Linked DNA regions of Capra hircus: region 1 is linked to region 2. The links are chromatin contacts, called in public Hi-C maps. All regions are on one chromosome and are shown on one strand. Each heading gives the region's core, a stretch centred on a gene start, on an enhancer-like site or on the middle of the called end of the contact. The rest is flanking DNA. Distances are from core to core; before and after follow the strand shown.

Region 1 (6,355 bases), core at 3,783-6,282, 72 kb after region 2:
GTACGAAGTTTTCGTTCATCGTCCACTTCAATGAGCTTCTGGCAGCCAGTAGCGGGGAAAGAGATGTTCAGCTTCATTCTGAAGCGGCCGACAGCCTCCGAGGCGCCACGAAAAAGAGCCCCCCCTTTTATTTGAAAAATGTAATTAATTATTTTAATTTCTTGGTCTTCCCCTGTGGCATATGTGGGGGTCTAGTTCCCTGACCAAGGACTGAACCCGGGCCTCCTGCACTGGAAGCATGGAGGGTGAGCCACGGGACCACCAGGGAAGGTCCTGCTTCCTTCTTCTAAGGACCCTTGTGATTGGCATTGGATCCACCCCGATGGTGGATGGTGCAGGGTTATCTCTCCATCTCAGGTTTCTTGACTTGATCGTATCAGCAAAGTCCCTTTTGCCACATAACATAACGTTCTCAGGCTCCAGGGATCAGAAGGCGGGTATCTTTGGAAACCACTATTTAGCCTACGAGGTCCTTGGTGGCTCAGTGGTAAAGAATCTGCCGGCAGTGCAGAAGACACAGGTTCGATCCCTGGGCTGGAAAGATCCCTTGGAAGAGGAAATGGCAACTCACTCCGGTATTCTCGCCTGGGAAAGCCCATGGACAGAGGAGCCTGGCAGGTCACAGTCCATGGGGTCACAAACAGTTGGACACAACTTAGCAACTAAACTCCTACCACTATTCAGCCTGCAGCAGCCCCGGCTGGTAGCCCACTGGGGTGGGCACTGTACTTGTCACTCTACGGATGAGGACCCTAGGGCTCAGAGAAGTGACGTGACTTCCTTGTGGTCCCACAGCTCAGGCGGCAGAGCAGGGATTTGAACCTAGACAACCTGATCTCAGGGCCAAGATGTCACTCGTTCTCCTCACTGTCTCTCTGGGGTCAGGCAGCCCCAGGTTCAAATTCCAGGTCGGCTGCTGATCAGCTGGATGACTGGGGGCCAGCACCATCAGCTGAGTCTTCAGGTCCAACATGTGCGTGAACATACCTCTCCATATAGAAGCGATAAACAAGGGCCTACTGTAGAGCACAGGCAACTGTAGTCAGTGTCCTGTAATAACCTATAATGGAAAAGAATCCGAAAAAAGGACACATGAGTACCTATGCCAGGTCGCTTTAGTCCTGTCCACCTCTGCGCGACCCCATGGACTGTAGCCCACCAGGCTCCTGTGTACATGGGATTCTCCAGGCTAGAATATTGGAGTGGGTTGCCATTTCCTTCTCCAAGGAATCTTCCTGACCCAGGGATCGAACTTGGGTCTCCTGCCTTGTAGGTGGATTCTTTACCAATCCGAGCCACCAGGGACACCCACTTTATCATATATCAACATATATACCCAACTGAATGACTTTGCTCACCTGAAACTAACACAACATTGTAAATCAACTATACTTCAATTAAAAATTAAAAGAAAAAAAAATAGAGACGTCTCTAATGGTTCAGTGGTTAAGACTCTGAGCTTCTACAGCAGGGGGCGTGGGGTCGATCCCTGGCTATGGAGCTCAGATACCACAACCCCCGGCAGTGCAGTCAAAACAAATAAAATTAAATAAAAATTTATTTAATAGAAATATAAAATGGGAGTGAGAATGCTCACCTCTTTGACTGGCTGGGTGGGGCAAAGGGATCAAGACCACGTGGGGCCTAAACTTGTGGCTTTGCTCCAGGCAGGGACCCAGGCATTGGCAGCTCAGTGGACCTCCTTCCTGGGCCTCTGTGCTCTCCTTTGTAAAGCGGAGATGATAAAGAATTTCCTTCACTGCCCAGAGTTCTGGTGAAGATGCTGAGCGTCTCAAGGAGGGATTCTCGAGGTCTGGCTCACTCTGCTATCTCACCTTCTCATCCCCAGTAGACATACCAAAAGTGCTCAGTTTCCCTTTTTAAAAATAATTAATTTTTGGCTGGGCTGGGACCTCATCGCTGTGTGGGCTTTGCTTCAGTTGCGGCGCGCGGGGGCTACCCTCTAGTTGCGGCGTGCGGGCTTCTCATCGCAGTGGCTGCTCTTGTTGCGGAGCACGGGCTGTAGGGCGCGTGGGCTTCAGTAGCTGTGGTCCACGGTCTTAGTTGCTCGGCGGCGTGTGGGATCTTCCGGGATCAGGGATCCAACCTGTGTGTCCGGCACAGGCAGGTGGATTCGTTATCATGGAGCCACCAAGGAAGCCTGAAGTCTCACTTTTTAATCAGAGAGTGGCCACTCAAACTACACTGAGACAGACTCTTTGGCTGTGATATTGGCAAAGATCAAAGACGGAGAATACCCCTGTCCGTGAGGCTGCCAGGGGACCTGCAACACTGTCCTGCCTGGAAAAGTGGAAGTGAGCACTAGGTCTTTCCTGAGCAGCCACCATCAGAAGTAGCTTTCCTGTGAAACAGAGGAAGTGCAACCCTCTGGGTCCCCCTATTTCCACAGCTTTGCCCAACACCCTGGGAGGTGCCCTTGCAGTCTTGTACATTTTTTTAAAGGCTGTGGGATCTTAATTCGCTGACCAGGGATTGAACCCTGCCCCCAGCAGTGAAAGCGCCAAGCCCTAACCACTGGACCACCAGGGAATTTCCCACTCTTTTTTTCAGGAGGGTTTTCAACTGGTATAAACTTCAGGTTCTACATACCCTGGGTCCACCTCTCTTCATTCTTTTTTTCCCCTGGAAAATAAAAATGGGAATTAACCTGTGATTCAGCAATCTGCTTTCCTAGAAGACAGAAGAATGGTTTCCATTTATTGAGAACTTACAATATTTCAGGCCAAGCACTGGGTGTCTATTAATTCATGAATCCATTGAATTCTGTGCAACAAACAGTAGGATGGTGTTATGATCTCCGTTTACAGATGGAGAAGATGAAGGCCAGAGAAGTTTCCTATGCGTGTTGCCCAAGATCACACAGTTGGTAAATGACAGAGCCAGGATTCAAAGCCAGATCTTCTGGCTTCAGAGTCAACAGCCTTAATCATGACATTAGGAGCCCTTTTGTGAACAAGATCACAGATCATGCAGTCATCAAGCTATGCGCCTATAGAAATTCAATGCTGCATCGCTGGCAACCTCCCCAGTTGGAAACAACTTGAATATCCACGAGACCAGTTGGACTAAATTATGGCTCATCTGTAGGAGAGAATTTCACGTGGCAGTTTAAAAGCTAATCAACCATCCATGGGCTAACTTCAAGGTATAGAATTTCAGGGCATACATTTTGTTTCACAAACAAGGAAGAAAATAATAGTACTAGCCAAGATTCAGTCAGGGACTTCCCTGGTGGTCCAGTGGTGAGGACTCCTCGATCTCACTGCCAAGGGTAGGGTTCAGTTCCTGGTCGGGGACCTAAATTCCAACCCCCTGCCAAAAAAACTCATTCATTAAACAAATAGGTTTTGAGGGACTCTTATGTATGACGCACTGTTGGAGGTACTGCGGACATAACACAGACAATATAGTTGAGAAAAAGTCAGTAAACAGTCAATCCTACAGGAAATCAACCTTCAGTATTCACTGGAAGGATTGATGCTGAAGCTGAAGCGCCAACTCTTTGGCCACCTGATGCAAGGAACTGACTCACTGGAAAAAAAACCCTGATGCTGGGAAAGATTGGAGGCAGAAGGAGAAGAAGGTGACAGAGGATGAGATGGTTGGATGGCATCAGTGATTCAACAGATATGAGTTTCAGCAAACTCCAGGAGACAGTGAAGGACAGGGAAGCCTGGAGTGCTGCAGTCCACGGAGTTGAAGAGTCGGACATGACTTAAGAGGCCGAACAGCAAGAGAATAAAGTGAAACACGGTAGTTTAGAGGGTAAACAGTAAGATGGAGACATAAAACTGAAAGAGAAAAGCATGGGAGGTTTCGAAATTTTCAAACGAGTGGTTTCAAGGAAGACCTCAAAGAGGCAAAACTGAATACATGATTGAAGCCGGTGATGCAGTGATTTTGGTAGGCATTTGAAAAATTTTTACTTATCTATTTATTTCTGTGTCTGTGCCTTGAGGCTTGTGGGATCTTAGTTTCTGATCAGAGATTGAACGTGGGCCCCATCTGTGAAAGCACCCAGCCCTACCCACTGGCCCACCAGGGAATTCTTGGGGGATTTTAAGAGAATTAAATTGTATGTGTAGAGAAGGTCTCTGAAAGGCTGTTAATGATAACCATATAGGGGCAGTGCATTGCCAGGTATTTTCCCTTCCCATGTTTTAGACCACAAACTAAATTCATCAGCAATCTCAGGAAATCTGGTCTGCTCACTTACAACTGTCATCACCTCCTGTAAGGGTGTTCCATAGCATTTATCGTCACTTGTAACAATAGGTAAATTATGTCTAAGCTTTGTTTAATGTATGTAACCCTCTTGACTCTGTAGAAAACCCAGTAGATCCTCCTCTGAGCATCTTCCAGTTCCCTAGAAGCACCAGTTCACTCACCACAGGGCCTTTGCACAGGCTGTGTCACCTGCCTGGACAGCCACCCCCTCTCAGTCTAGCCTCATCTCTCTCACAAGAATCCCCACAGTTCTGTTTTCTGTCATTTCACATGTACTTGTGCCTTCCCTCAAGAGTCCAGGGATGCGGTCTGCCTTGTTCATCACCTTAACCCCCACTTCCCTATCCCCCCAGAACAGAGCTGGCACTCAATGCTGATTCAGAGGAAGAAGAGATTCTTTCCATTGAAAACTGTGAGCTCCTACAACTAACTATAAAGTTTCACTGGCAGGAGGGTGGGGGACTCCCGCCCACCTCCCAGCACAAGCTGGCAGGTCAGGCTTCCAAGAGTCAGTCCAGCGCCCGGCACCTACTTGTAGGAACCAGGAAAGAGGAGACGCAAATGGAGACCAGAGAGAGGATGGTGTTTCCTTTCCCTGGAAGGAGGTCATTCAGGTAGATGACAGTAGAACAAGCTTGCAGAACACTCCGTGCGCCCGCTCAACCCACTCCCGCCTCCACCCGGCGTGGGGGGTTGGGAGGATGGGGGTGTTGGCGGGGAGGAGCGCCGCGCCTTTAAGGTTCCCGGAAACAGGCCTGCAAGACCGGAAGTAACCCGCTTTAGTTCCCTTCTTCACGTGGTGCAGGCCGGAAGTGACGCGCGTGGCCCGGGAGCTGCAGACGCGGAGGCCGACGGAGCCGGAGTCGCGGACGCCGCGGGGTCTCCGGGACAGGTGACCGGGGGAGGGGGCCGGGAGCGCGCCCGGAGAGGGCGGGGCCTGACGCCCCACGTGGGGGGAGCGGGCGCCGGCGCTGGCAGGGTAGCCCGCCGCCCGCGGGGGCGGGGTCAGAGTACTCCGCGGGGGGCGGGGACTGGACGCCCACATGGGAAGCTAGAAGGGTGCTGAGGGGGCGGGCCGTCGGCGGGGCAGGGCCTGGGTGGGCCGGGCTCCGGACGCATCCGGAGCTTTGGTGGGCAGCTGGGGAGGGCCCGAAAAAAGTTATGCTGGGGCTGGGGGCGGGGCCAAATATTACCCTGAGGACTAGGGGCGGGGCCGGAAAGTTTCGCGTGTCCTGGAAGTGGGTCCAGGAAGTCAGGGGCGGGGCCAGGGGCTGACCTGAGGGTCGGGGCGGGGCCAGGCGCCGGTAGGGCGGAGCCAAAAAGTTTCGCAGGAATCGGGCCGCTAAACCAGAATTTAGGGGCTCTAGGTACGGGACCAGACACTGACGGGCGGGGCGGGGGCGGAGCCAGGGGCGTGACCAGAGGCTGGGCTTAGCAAATCGGAGGCGGGGCCAAAGTGTTGGCTGGTGAGCCGGGGGCGGGACCGGTGCCAGAAGGCGAGGAGGAGGGGGCGGGCTTAGGCTGCTGCCTGGGGCTCCTGTGGGCGGGGCCAGGAAGTTGGCCGGGGCCGTCGGACGCCGGAAGGGGGTGGGGTTAGTGACGCGCGTGTGGGCGGGGTCAGAGGTTTGGCGGGAAAGGCGGGGCCGGAAAGTTTGCCTCTCTTCGGGGCTGGGCTGTGGCGTTCCGGACCGGGTGGAGGCTGGAGCCTTTCCCTAGAAAGCCGCGTGAGGGCGGGGCGGTTTTGTCTGCGCCTGGGCGGGGAGGCTCTTCACCCAGGAGGCCAAACCAGACCCGGGAAGCCTGGGTCTGTTGGAGGAATCTTTGTTGGGGTGCTGGGGGCGGGGCTTTAATATCCCTGAGGGTAGGGGCAACGAATAGGAATGGGGCTCGGACTATTTTTTGAGTGTTGGGTTATAAGACGTCGCTGAAATTCCTGGGGAAGTGTTAGGTGTAGATTATTAAACGGGATGTAAGCAGCACCAGATTGAGCAGGGGGAGTCGGACTTTATTGCGCAGGTCGTGGGAGAGGCTCATCCTAAAGTTCTCTTGGGGTAGAGGCCTGGGTTTTAAACTCCCAGCACAGGGGTGTGGAGACTGAACTAGGATT
Region 2 (6,315 bases), core at 1,235-3,734:
CCAGTGAGTCAGCTCTTCACATCAGGTGGCCAAATTATTGGAGCTTCAGCATCAGTCCTTCCAGTGAATGCTCAGGGTTGATTTCCTTTAGGATTGACTGGTTTGATCTTGCAGTCCAAGCGACTCTCAAGAGTCTTCCCTAACACCACAGTTTGAAAGCATCAGTTCTTTTGTGCTCAACCTTCTCTGTAGTCAAACTCTACATGACTGTTGGAGAAACCGTAGCTTTGGCTATATGGACCTTTGTAGACAAAGTGATGTCTCTGATTTTTAATATGCTGTCTGGGTTGGTCATAACTTTTCTTCCAAGGAGCAAGCATCTTTTAATTTCATGGCTGCCATCATTGTCTGTAGTGATTTTGGAGCCCAAGAAATTAAAATCTGTCACTGTTGCTGCTTTTTCCCCATCTATTTGCCTTGAAGTGATGGGACCAGATGCCATGATCTAGTTCATTGAATGTTGAGTTTTAAGCCAGCTTTGTCACTCTCCTCTTTCAGTCTCAAGAGGCTCTTTAGTTCCTCTTCGCTTTCTGCCATTAGAGTGGTATCATCTACATAATTGAGGCTGTTCATATTTCTCCTGGCAATCTTGATTCCAGCTTGTGAGTCATCCAGCCTGGTATTTCACATGGTGTACTCTGCATATCAGCTAAATAAGCAGGGTGACAATATACAGCCTTGACGTACTCCTTTCCCAATTTGGAGCCAATCTGTTGTTCCATGTCTGGTTCTAGTTGTTGCTTCTCTCAGGGTCAGGTAAGGTGGCCTGGTATTGCCATCTCTTTAAGAATTTTCCACAGTTCGTTGTGATCTACACAATCAAAGGGTTTAGTATAGTCAATGAAGAAGAAGTAGATGTTTTTCTGGAGAAAATGTGAACCTAGTGATGCCCAGATGTGATTTTTCAAGAGAGTGAGAAATGTAGATTTTTTTCATATGCTCTGTCCCAGACTTGTTAATGCCAGCAGCCTTTTTGCACGCTGTTCCCTTGCACCGTGTAGAGACTAAAGAGAATGTGTGCCCTCCTTACTTACCTGCTCTGTGGGCCAGCAGTTTGAACCTTTGGTGTATGGAGTAGCATAAAGAAGACTGTTGTTGAGCACAAGCCATTACTCTTGTACAGATTTTTTTGTTTTCAAATTGGTAGACAATTTAGTAGGCTCCTTAATGGGCAGGGAGACAGTTTAAACTTGAATTGCTTATTGCCTTTTTAAAATAAAGTTTTTGTTTTTTTCCCCACCAAATAACCTTTTAAGAAGAAAGGTCTTGATATTGACAAGTGTTCTCAGGTGTATATATATATATATATATATTTTTTTTTTTAACGTAGTTTATGTTAGGATTGGTACCATAATTCATTTTATATAAGAAAGAGTGGAACGGGAATCAGTAGATAGATGATGGTTTCATAGCTAGTGTTGGAATTTGAGAAGGGAATTCATGCGATGAGGAAAACAAATCCAAGTGGCCAGAATTGGTTTTGTTAAACCAAGAGGAAAGACATGGCCAAGCCCATGTTTACTCTTTACTTTGTAGATTTAAACGTTGAGAAAAAAAAAACAGCTGGTCAGGGCGTTGAGTTAAAATTGCTCTAAAGGGGGGATTCTAAGAGTGCAGAAACCACAAAAGAGACTGCAGAAAACCACAGAAGTGGAACTCTTGAGTTTCCAGCAAGGCTGCATTGGAGATTTTCTTTCTCTTGCTTTTTATGTTTGTGTTGGAATAGTTCGATGCTGTGAGTGCGATACAGAGGAATTATTAAGCCCTAATTTTAGTGTCTATTCACAGGACCATAATTATCCAGAGCGAACATTAGTGTTTTGGCCAAAACTTGCGTCTTTTTCTTTCTTCCTTTCTTTCTTTCTTCTTGAGGCCCAGTCAAGCTTTATCTGAATGGCTCCGTGAGTTTGGTTGGGGGAGATAAATTGTTAACTAAGGGAGGAGGACAAAAGCAGCTTTGTGGGTGCTGTCAATTTATAAATCACACCCTCTTACAAGTGTGACACTTGGCCTTGGTGTGAAGGGTTTTATGGCTTAAGGGCCTTCTCTGATTGAGGCGGGCCTTTCACATTCAAATAGAGAGAGCCCTAGCTTTGTGAGCCCTGCACAGCGGGAAGTTTCCTGGGAGTCAGTCTGCTGGTGCCCACTGGGGCGAATCTGGAAACCTCTTTTGGGAGCCACTTTAGCGAGCTATGAGGAGAATGTGGGCAGCCTGGCAGGCCCTGGGTGGCCTCTGCGTACCATTCTGCGGGCTCTTCAGGCACACAGCTCTTTGTGTAGCCTCTTCCTCCACAGGGCCCAATTTGAAGGTATCAAAATATTCCCCAGCTGACATTGTTAGTCAGCTGTTTCACGGGGACAATTCAGGCTTGGATTCCAGCCCTGAGCCGTGAAGGTCGTGAGGCATGCAGGGCATTCCTCATGACAATCTCCGGGATTCCAAACCTTGTCTTTGTGTGGCTGCCCCGGGAGCTGCAGAAGGCTGGGGCCAGGCTGGGGCTCGGCCACCTTGCGAGAATGTGCTGTCTCCATTTTGTCAGTGACTGCTCCACAGTTCCGAAGTTTTCCTCCAATTCAAAAATCCCTGGGTTTAGATTCTGCCCTTTCAACTAGTTGGGCTATGCTCAGCCTTGCAGGATGGGGGTGGGGAAGCAGCCACTTCCTGTTTCCTGTGAAAGGCTTCTGGTGAGGGTTCCCTTCCCCTCCCCCCTTTCCTTAGGTTCAACCCTATGTTGTACACCCACTTGTGCTTGAAGGTACACATTGTGCTCCGAAATTAGAAACGTTAAAAAACAAAGAGGAAAAACAGAGCTGTGGTTTTCACACCGTCTAGGAAGATGCTTGGCCAGGCCTTTCTAGCACCTGTGCGAAGGTGAGAACTACAGTGGCGGGCAGATGCCCAGCCCAGAGACTGGTGCTCAGGACACTGTGTGCTTCCTTTGGTGCCCAGGAGGAGTCATCAGAGAGATTTCCCCAGAAACAGGTCTTGGGCACAGGCGTGAAGTGGGTACCATATACAGCACGTAAAGGAGATGGCAGCGGTTTTATGACGAGGAAGTGTCTGGAAAGGTTTCCCTGAGGAAGAGTTGTCAGAGTTGAAATGTGAAGAACAGTCTTGCAAGCACCCAAGCCAGGATCAGCAGCCAGTCACAGGAAACAGGGTCAAGAAAAAGCTCAGATGTTGAGACAGAACGACTCTGACTTCCCTGGCTCCAAACAGCCAGTTCTTTCTGTATCTGTGAGTTACAAAATGCCTACTGTGTACAAGGCACTGCATCGGGTGCAGGGAAGTACGTTAGTTGTCTTATCTCCATTTACAGCAGACCCTGAAGCCCAGAGAAGTTAAGGGACCTGCCTGAGATCACACAGCTGTGTCAGAGGAAGGACTGGGTGGGCTTCCCTGGTGGCTCAGATGGTAAAGAATCTGCCTACACTGCAGGAGACCTGAGTTCGATTCCTGGGTCAAGACCCCCTGGAGAAGGGAATGGCAACTCACTCCAGTATTCTTGCCTGGAGACTCCCATAGACAGAGGAGCCTGGCGGCTACAGTCCATGGGGTCACAATGAGTCAGACATGACTGAGAGGCTGACACAGGGAGGGGAGAACACGGGGGGTGGCCGAGGGTGCAGGGGCGCTTTATCACCACAAGGCGCAGCCCCTTGGAGTTTCCAGGATGACTTGAAGTTGGGTGAGGATGCCAGGCTGAAGTGTGTGAAAATCAGGGTCACTTCTGAAAACTTTCAGGATGAATGACCACCAGTGTGCTCCCATGTTGCTGCCCATGTTTCTTTATTGTTAGGGGGCTGCCGGACAGGAGTGGATAGATTCTTGGGGGTGGATACTCTCTGTGATAGCTTTTTAAAGATTAAACATAAAGATTTGCTTCTGACATGCTAAGAAATAGACTTAATTTTACCCCTTCTGAAGTAGTGGGTGACTAATTTTGGCCCTGGAAGTCCCTTTTTCATGAATTAGTTGTGAAATTCCACAGTTGAAGAGTGATTCATTGCTTTGATTTCTCCTTTATGAGCCATTTATTTGTTGACAACTCGCATCCTCCTCTCAGCCCCATCTTTACAGCAACATTCCTGGTGGCTGGCTAGTGGCTCCACCTCTCCTCTGGCACGTTGATGGCAGCACCCGTTGCCCCTCAGATGACTTGGCAGTGCCTCCCTCGTTCACGCAAACTCCATTCAACCTGGGCTGGGGAGTTTGGTTCCCAGCTGTGTTCCTAGTGCAGTGCCCACACATGCGTGTTCAGGACATGTGTGTTCAGTGTACAGGAAGCATAAGATGACCCAACTTGGGAGATTATTGTTGTTGTAAAAAGGATTTGTTCATCAGTTAGAAAGGATTTAACTTTCTTTGTGATTGAATAAATTGATTAGTGTTATAGTATGTTAGTTCTCATAGTTGAGCTTATTTGAACTGAGCTGAGAACAGACTTTTAAAGAAGATGAGGTTCTTGGTGAAGAATGTGTAGAAGTCTGTTATTGAGTTGTTGCCTGGACCAGAACCTGCAGGCCAGAGAGGTTCAAAACTCCCTGTCAGAGTGACTTGGTATGTTTGTGGTTGGGGGCAGGCAGGGAGGGGGCAGGGTGTACATTGCAGAGGACTTGGTGGGAAGCTGATGGCAGGTTTCCCAGGTAGAAGAGTTTTGGAGCGGGTGCTGCTGGTGCCTTGTCTCATCGGAGAGAAGTTTCTCGGTTCTATGGATGAGGAATAGAAGTCCCTGCCAGCATCACAGCACAGTGTGTGTGTGTGATATTTGAGACACAAAAATCATGTGACATCAGTGCAAGTCATAAAACACAACACTCAAGCAAACACTGTCCACCTTAATAAGCGGAAGGTCTCCAGGACGCTTGCACCGATCTGCGTGTTCTTTCTCTGTCTCCTCAGGTCTGCTGGCACACTTTTGAGGATTTACTAAGGTGTCCAGAGAGTGGATATAGGCCGGCTTGGCATGGTGTTTTCATCATGTGTTTGTAATCTCAACAATGGAATAATGCTTACTAGGTGATGTTGTAGGGTAGAAATTAAGAATGTAGAGAGAAACCACCATGAAACCACCACCCAGTTTAAAGCAGAAAACACTATTGGGTGGTTGCGGCCACTTGGATGCCCCTCGCCCACATGAGTAACCACTGTCCTCAGTCATGTTTCTCATTCCCATGCATTTCTTCTTCCTGCTCGACTATGTTTCCAAGCAATACAGAATTGTTTGGCGTGCTTTTTAATTTCTTAAAAATTGGTTTCACATGCTTTTTTGTTCTTGTTGTTCATAGATACTCCCTTTATTAAATGTCTGGTGGCTTGTACCATCCAGAAAATACAATCTTAACAATTCTCTGTGGGAAATTCACCTTTTATTTTTTTAGTTTTTTATTCTTAATTGCAGTAGATTTACAATATTATACTATCAGGTGTACAGCACAGTGATTCAGTATTTTACATATTATACTCTACCAAATGTTATTATACAATAATGGCTGTAATTCTTTATCTGATACAATATAAACTTGCTGCTGTTTTATAAATAGGAGTTTTTCATCTCTTAATCCTATACACATAATTTGTCCCATCACACTTCTGTCTCTCCTATATCTGTGTAGTTGCTAAGTCATGTCCAGCTCTTTGAGACCCCATGGACTGTAGTCTGCCAGGCTCCCCTGTCCACGGGATTCTCCAGGCAAGAATACTGGAGTGGGTTGCCATTTCCTCCTCCATTCCACATGCTTTTTAAGAGCAGCTTTGTGAGGCCATCTGTGTTTGTGTGTAGGTCTGGAGCTTTTGTCCATTATGGTAGCCACCAGCCGCGTGTGGCCATTCAAATTAAAATTAATAAAATTTAATTTAAAAATTTAGTTCTGCAGTCTCACTAGCCACATTTCACATGCTCAGTAACCACACACGGCCTGTGGCATCCATATTGCAAAGCACCCATATACAGAGTGTTTTTGTCATCATTGCAAGTTCTCCTGGACAACAGTCATTGCAAGACAGTTTTATCGGTGGGTTTTTTGTTTATTTGTTTTGACCACAGAGTATTTGTTGTGTGAAAACATTACTATTTATTCTCCTGTTAATAGGCATTTAGCTATGTAAGTTTTTGCCGTTACAAATTGTGTTGCAGTCAGTGTTACGTGCGTGCATAGATAATCTCTTTGGGTAGGTGTGTGATTTCTCTAGGGCATAGGAGAATTAGAATGTGCACACCTTCAACTTCACCAGACTCTAAAAAAGTAAGTCTTAAGGCATTTTCTCTATTTACATTCCAACCCAGCAGCATGTAACAGTAACATTTGGTAACT

What was found. A called contact is a pair of places that touch in the nucleus more often than the background predicts.
Region 1: a contact with region 2 is called in a Hi-C map of blood, with 3 times the contacts expected there. The contact joins the promoter of CCDC9 here to the enhancer-like site in region 2. A contact is called at or near these places in 3 of 5 Hi-C or Micro-C datasets (blood and liver).

What each region holds. Positions count from the first base shown.
Region 1 is chr18:55,295,863-55,302,217 of ARS1.2, forward strand. CCDC9 (coiled-coil domain-containing protein 9) reads left to right here and starts at 5,033. Exons shown (of 12, transcript XM_018062666.1): 1 at 5,033-5,140. It also overlaps the pseudogene LOC102178104.
Region 2 is chr18:55,226,162-55,232,476 of ARS1.2, forward strand. The region is part of intron 5 of SAE1 (SUMO-activating enzyme subunit 1); the gene reads left to right. Among named protein-coding and RNA genes, the nearest start is that of SAE1, 25 kb to the left of the region's middle. Within about 2 kb of position 2,485, at least 2 of the 5 cell types and tissues checked have an H3K27ac peak or open chromatin away from gene starts, as enhancers often do.